2 separate regions of the Sus scrofa genome follow, and region 2 is linked to region 1. A link is a contact called in public promoter capture Hi-C data. All regions are on one chromosome and are shown on one strand. Each heading gives the region's core, a stretch centred on a gene start, on an enhancer-like site or on the middle of the called end of the contact. The rest is flanking DNA. Distances are from core to core; before and after follow the strand shown.

Region 1 (3,503 bases), core at 143-2,642:
AAGTACCTTTCTCATCCCCAACTCACTGCTCTCCAGTCACACTCCCTTCAGTTCTCTGCACTTTCAGGCACTTTTAGACACACCAAAGCCTTTGGCTAAAAGGGATTATTACTCAAGAGAAATTAGAAACTCTTCTGGGCTGGGAGTTCCCATCATGGCACAGCAGAAACAATCCAACTAGGATCCTAGGATCCATGAGGATGCAGATTCAATTCCTGGCCTCGATCAGTGGATCGGGAATCTGGGCGTTGCTCTGAGCTGTGGTGTTGGTCACAGACGCAGGTCAGATCCTACTTTGCTGTGGCTGTGGTGTAGGCCAGTGGCTACAGCTCCAATTCTCCAATTTGACCCCTAGCCTGGGAACTTCCATATGCCTCGGGTGCAGCCCTAAAATGCAAAAAAAAAAAAAAAAAAAAAGGAAAGAACGAAAAATAAATTCTTCTGGGCTGGAAAGCTTGAGAACTAGGATTGAACACTTTCTGCCAGAAGTGATTCAAAACTCTATCTGCTGACTGTAAATGCAACTAGGCTTTGGCCTCTGGCCAAGTTCAGACAGTTGCTTAGAGCCATGGAAGAATCACTCTTCCAGGAATCCAAACCAGTGTCCAAGTGAACCCAGTCTCCTTCCCCCAAGAATGGCTCTGGTTCAGCTCCATTTTTATTTATTTATTTATTTATTTATTTATTGGTCTTTTTAGAGCCGCACCAGTAGCTGCCGGCCTGCACCATGGCCACAGCAAAGCGGGATCTGAGCCGCCTCTGCGACCTACACCACAGTTCAGCTCCATTTGTAACGACATCATTCAAGTTTTTGTTCCACTTTGTACTCTGACAGGAGGAGTAGACTACAATGTGTATTTCACCCCCACCCCAAGGTGGGTATTCACATAAAGATTCTATGGTGATGATTAATCAGGCTCGAGGACTGCAGCCTTAGACAGTGTTGAGGTGTAAGAGTACTTCGGACAGATTACAGGCCCTTTTGCCACACACGGATAACCTTGCCAACCCTCCACCAAAAAACCCCTCAGACTCCCTGGAGCGTTCCTGTCCGCAATTTCTCCACTAACTCCGACAGCTCAGCCTTGCTACCGCCACAGAGGGAAGGCTAAGGCCCGCTACCCCCCCAGCGCTGGCGCTCCCTTATCAAAAGCGGCAGCTGAGTGAATTCCGCGCAGAAAAGCGCCCAGGCGACCACGAAGCAGGGAGAAGGGGCCGGGAAGGCGGTCGGGCTCCCTACCTGCTTCTGCTCCTCACTGAGACCATTGATCACATCATCCACCGGCAACAGCGAGCTGGCCTGCTGGGTAATCAGGCCACTGAACGCCTGTAGCTGCGGCCGCGGCCTCCAGCTCGCAAAGCGCCTACCGAGTAGCCAAGCTGAAGCCGCCATCTCTGCCTTGTAAGGGGAGCTGGAAGTAAAGCAGCCTTGAGCCAGGCACGCCCACACGCTCCACCAGTCCGCGGTTTTGCAGACGCCAACTAATTGGCGAGGGGGTGGGTCCCCATAAGCCAATCACCCTCCGTTGCCCGCTGAAGGCCCCTCGATCATTGTAAGCGGCACCAGCCAATCGGCGGTGACCGCCAGCATAAACACGCCCTGAAAGGAAAGGGTGCTAGCTGGGAGATGTGGGAAGTGAGGGCCGTCATCATTGGTTTGTCTTTTTTAAGTAGATGAGCCGGAAAAGTGTCTTCTTTTTTTTGAGGGGCGGCTATAGTGTTCCCCCCTGCGTGGAAAATAGCAGTCCTAACTGCAGAAGGCTGTGAGAAAGCAAATGCTAGAACAGCAAATGGAAAAATCCGCCAATGCCCCAGAGTGGTCTATACATTGTTAAAGCAAATCTGGGAGAAGAGCGCTTGCTCTAGGGTGCATTCTGGTTATGACTCAGTAAAATTTGCTTTATTATGTAACAAGGTTTGTTGATTTTGACTTGAATTTTATGGGAAAGTGGTTGTTAAGGAATTGCTATGTTCCAAATTATTTACTGTACATAAGAAGGGCAGTCAGGACACACTTTTAAGAAGAGAAGGAAACTGAGCTCAGGTTGGGCTCCTCCCCGCTGGAGACAGGTGTTGGTTGGAAAGGAAAAGTTGCTTTATTTAGATGACCAGAAACCTGGTAAGAAGGTGGACTTGTGTTGAAGAACCAATTCTGAAGATTCTGAGGGACCACGAAAGGTTTTAAAGGGATAAAGTAGGGGAGATAATCACAATCAGTCTTTTGTGAGGGGGTCAGACTCTTCCTTACCACTAACTGTGTGCAGACTTTCTTGTGACTAGTTGGTGGTGAGGTAACAGGGTGATGATGTTCCAGGAATCTGGTATTCAGATTGAGGTTACCATCCTCCACTTGGGTAGAGGCCTTAGTTCCTGCAAAAGAACTCAAAGATAGGAGTTCCTGTTGTGGCTCAGCAGGTGATGAACCCGGCTGGTATCCATGAGGCTCCATCCCTGGCCTCCCTCGGTGGGTTAGGGATCCGGCATTGCCATGAGCTGCAGAGTAGGTCATAGATGTGGCTCAGATCTGGCGTTGCTGTGGCTGTGGTGCAGCTACAGCTCCAATTCAACCCCTAGCCAGAGAACTTCCAAACAAACAACCCCTCAAAGATAGCTACATATATATATTCCTTGAGGAGGAACTGGGACTCTGCTTTATCACTGTACTATTGTTTCATTTTTTTAATGATTTTTTTCTCATTATAGTCGGTTTACAGTTTTCTGTCTTTTTTTTTTTTTTTTTTTTTTTGCTTTTTAGGCATATGGAGGTTCCCAGGCTGGGGGTCCAATTGCTGCTGGCCTATGCCACAGCAACGTGCAGGATCGGAGCCACGTCTGTGACCTACACCATGGCTAATGGTGATACCAGATCCTTAACCCACTGAACAAGGTCAGAGATCAAACCGAAACCTCATGATTCAATCGGATTCGTCTCTGCTGTACCACAATGGGAACTCCCTGTCAATTTTCTACCGTACAGCAAAGTGACCCAGTCACACACACATATATATGTTCTTTTTCTCACATTATCCTCCATCATGCTCTGTCAAAATTAACTACATATAGTTCCCAGTGCTATACAGGAGGATCTCATTGCTTATCCATTCCAAATGCATAGTTTTCTTTTTCCTTTTTTTTTCCCCTTTTCCCCATTTCTTGGGCCGCTCCCGTGCATATGGAGGGTCCCAGGCTAGGGGTCGAATCGGAGCTGTAGCCGCCGGCCTACACCAGAGCCACAGCAACGTGGGATCCAAGCCTCGTCTGCGACCTGCACCACACCTCAGGGCAACAGCGGATCCGTTAACCACTGAGCAAGGACAGGGATCGAACCTGAAACCTCATGGTTCCTAGTCAGATTCGTCAACCATTGAGCCACGATGGGAACTCCAAATAGTGTGCATCTATTAACCCCAGATTCCCAGTCCATCCCACTCCCTCCCTCTCCCCCTTGGCTACTACAAGTCTGTTCCCCAAATCCATGAGTTTCTTCTCTGTGGAAAGGTTCA
Region 2 (3,017 bases), core at 179-2,678, 64 kb after region 1:
GGGCCTTCCGTTTGGCGCAGTGGAAGGCATAGGGTGAAACATGGCAGCCCAGCCCCTTTCCCTCTTCCCATACTACCAGGGAGGAGGGAGGAAGAGGTGCCAGTCGGACTTGTTTCCGCTGCACCACAATGGGAACTCTTCATGTTACTATTTTGTATTAATTTTTTTCTGCCCTTTTTTCTTTTTTTTAGGGCCCCATTTAGGGCATATGGAAGTTCCCAGGCTAGGGGTCAAATCAGAGCTACAGCTGCTGGTCTACACCACAGCCACAGCAATGCCGAATCTTTAACCCACTGAGTGAGACCAGGGATCGAACCTGCATCCTCATGGATACTAGTTGGGTTTGTTTCCGCTGAACCACGGTGGGAACTCCAGAGGACATATTACTATTGAACCAGGTGCTCCTGATACCAAGGGTTGGGATCTAAGGGTTGGGATCACCAGACAAGCTGCTCCCTTGAGCAGAGACAGCAGCCTCAGGTGTACTGGGAAGATGTGGGGAGAAATTTTCCCAAGAAAAGCTGCATCCTTTCTCAGGATCCGAGAGGCTGAAAGGACTATCCCCGGAGAACATGGCCAGGAAGGGCCCAGAGTCAGGAGCCTGAGCTGTGGTGGCACAGGCCCTGCAGGAATTTCCCCATAGCAAGGGAAGCAGCTGTACTTTAACATACAGGCCAGGAGTTCCTGTTGTGGCTCCATGGGTTAAGAACCTGACATAGTGTCCTTGAGGATGTGCATTTGATCCCTGGCCTTACTCATTAGATTAAAGATCCGGCGTTGCTGCAAATTCTGGCATAGATCACAGATGTATCTCAGATCCCCTATTGCTGTGGCTATGGTGTAGGCTGGCACCTGCATCTCCAATTTGACCCCTGGCTTGGGAACTTCCATAGGCTGCAGGTGAGGCCCTACAAAGAAAAAAAAATCAAAATAAAATACAGGCTATGTTCCACCTAAGGAATGCATGACTAATAGTGTTATTTTAGGTATGCAGTAGTACTTGGTGGCTTAGGGAAAGTGAGCTTCTTGATCCCTTTGAATTACTTAAATCAGCGCAGATGAGGAGAGTGAGGTGAGGCTCATTTTGAGGGTGGGGGGTGGGGGTGGTCCCTCATACCAGGGAGTGCAGTGGGCTGGGCTGTAGGTCTTTATCTACTAATGGGAGGGACAGAGGCCTCCTAGGTGCCCCTCTGTCTGCAAGCAGGACCAGGCAGGGGTGTTACTGGGTCACAGGGCCTGGGGCAGCCAGGCCCTCTATGGGGGCTTAGCCTGCCAGGAAGAAACCCCTACCAGTCTGTCTGGGGACGCTGGGGCAGGGAGGTGCCGGGCAGGGCCAGCTGGCTGCTGGTGCCCTGGGTCCTCGCCCTCTGAGAGTGGATGGGTGGGGGCAGTGGCCGCGGAGTTCCTGGCTGGGAGCCCAGAGGAGTCTTTTGTAATCACAACATGATCTCGTGTGCTGAGCTGCAAAGCCGGCAGGGAGAGACCGGCAGAGGCCCGGCTCTGTGGCTCCGGCTTCCCTCCCGCTCTGGCTCCCCCAAGACTGTTCTGGAATTCTCTCGGTGCCCTCTGTGGCCATGCACTCGGCTGTGAGTGGCACCTTGCCTTTGGCGGGGGGCTTCTTGGGGCTGGGACATCAGGCGGCCACACTCTGGGGCAGCTGGGGACAGCTGGGCCTGGGAGGAAGAGGGCTGTGCCGGGGCGGGTGGGGGAGCTGGGCAGGGGCATTGGCCACAACGGAATCTCAGCAGCCAGAAGAGAGGGACCCAGGGATCTCAATGCCGAGGCACCCTGTTCCCAGGGCGCCTCCTGGGCTGGGCCTGCCCATGGAGCCGGCTCCTTCCTGCCCCGACTGCCAGCAGCTCGCAGCCTAGAGAGGTTGGGCCTGTGGGAGCGCTTCTTTCCCACAAGCTGGGCACAGGCCTGGGGAGTGGGGTGCAGGGCCTGGGAGCCCAGGACGGAGTAGGGACCTTTCTCTTCACTGCGGTTCTGGGCCTGGGAGCCAAACAGCTCCCCCCGACCTCCTGAATCCCCTGGCAACTTCCCAGTCACGGCAGGTTCCGCTGCCAGAGCCATTTATAACTCCCATTCCAGGCTCTGCTCAGCAGTGGCGCTCCCTGGAGAGCCTGGGGGAGGGGCAGCCAGTGCTGGGAGCTGCGGGCCTGGATATGAGGCCCTAACCTGAACCCCGGAGGAGGCAGAGAGATGGACAGGCAGGTCTAGCGGGGTGGGGGCTTGGGGCCTTCCATGGGACCCTAGCTCTGGGTCTGGGGTCTCTTCTTTGGGTGGTAAGAGTATGGTTGGGTGGGTATGTGAAAGCTGAGGACCTAGGAAGGCCTGGGCCCAGGAGTCAGGAGCTTGGGCCCCCTGCCCTCAGCAGGGGCCTCATGGGGCTGAGTCCCCGATGAGCAGGCAGGAGGAGAAGGATGCAGAGCTGGACCGGAGGATAGTTGCCCTTCGCAAGAAGAACCAGGCCTTACTGCGCAGGTACCAGGTGAGTGGGCTGTGACGGGCCGGGAGGACTGACTGAGTTGGCCTTCGAGATCTGACCTACAGACCCCTGCATGGTGATCTCTCCCTGCAGGCTCTGGGCCTGGGGCCAGGAGTAGGGTGGGTGTGTTCCATCTCAGAGGCTCTGAGAGGGTCTTGGGGACCCCATGATGGGGTGCCTCTGCCCCTGGTGTCTCACCGGTGTTTCTCTGTGTAGGCCTGTCAGTGTCTCTGTCTCTGTGCATCTGGGGCGGGTATGGCCTGTGCTGACCCCAGGCCCTCCTGCAGGAGATACAGGAAGACCGTCGGCAGGCGGAGCAGGGGGGCATAGCGGTGACCACGCCGGAGCTCCTCCGTCCTGACGGCCTCACTGTCACCATCAGCCAGGTTCCTGGAGTAAGCCCCACTCCAGAGCTGGGAGGTGGGGGGTGGTCGGGTGCTGGCTAGGAGGGGGAGGCCCAGCTGCCCCTGCTCCTCTGCTTCCCCATTCATGTTCTGGGGTAAACCTACCAGCTCTCAACCTCATGCAG

Evidence for each region. Promoter capture Hi-C pulls out the DNA fragments that hold promoters and counts their contacts.
Region 2: a promoter capture Hi-C map of liver shows a contact between it and region 1, with 4 times the contacts expected there. The contact joins the promoter of C1H15orf52 here to the promoter of IVD in region 1. A contact is called at or near these places in 2 of 5 promoter capture datasets (fetal skeletal muscle and liver), 10 of 47 Hi-C or Micro-C datasets (alveolar macrophages, blood, heart right ventricle and 3 more) and 2 of 2 datasets of contacts at active chromatin or transcription factors (alveolar macrophages and skeletal muscle).

The regions. Positions count from the first base shown.
Region 1 is chr1:130,909,190-130,912,692 of Sscrofa11.1, forward strand. IVD (isovaleryl-CoA dehydrogenase) reads right to left here and starts at 1,393. Exons shown (of 12, transcript NM_001167635.1): 1 at 1,241-1,393. The coding sequence starts at 1,393.
Region 2 is chr1:130,973,207-130,976,223 of Sscrofa11.1, forward strand. C1H15orf52 reads left to right here and starts at 1,429. Exons shown (of 12, transcript XM_003353393.4): 1 at 1,429-1,498; 2 at 1,501-1,586; 3 at 2,378-2,491; 4 at 2,776-2,883. The coding sequence starts at 1,444.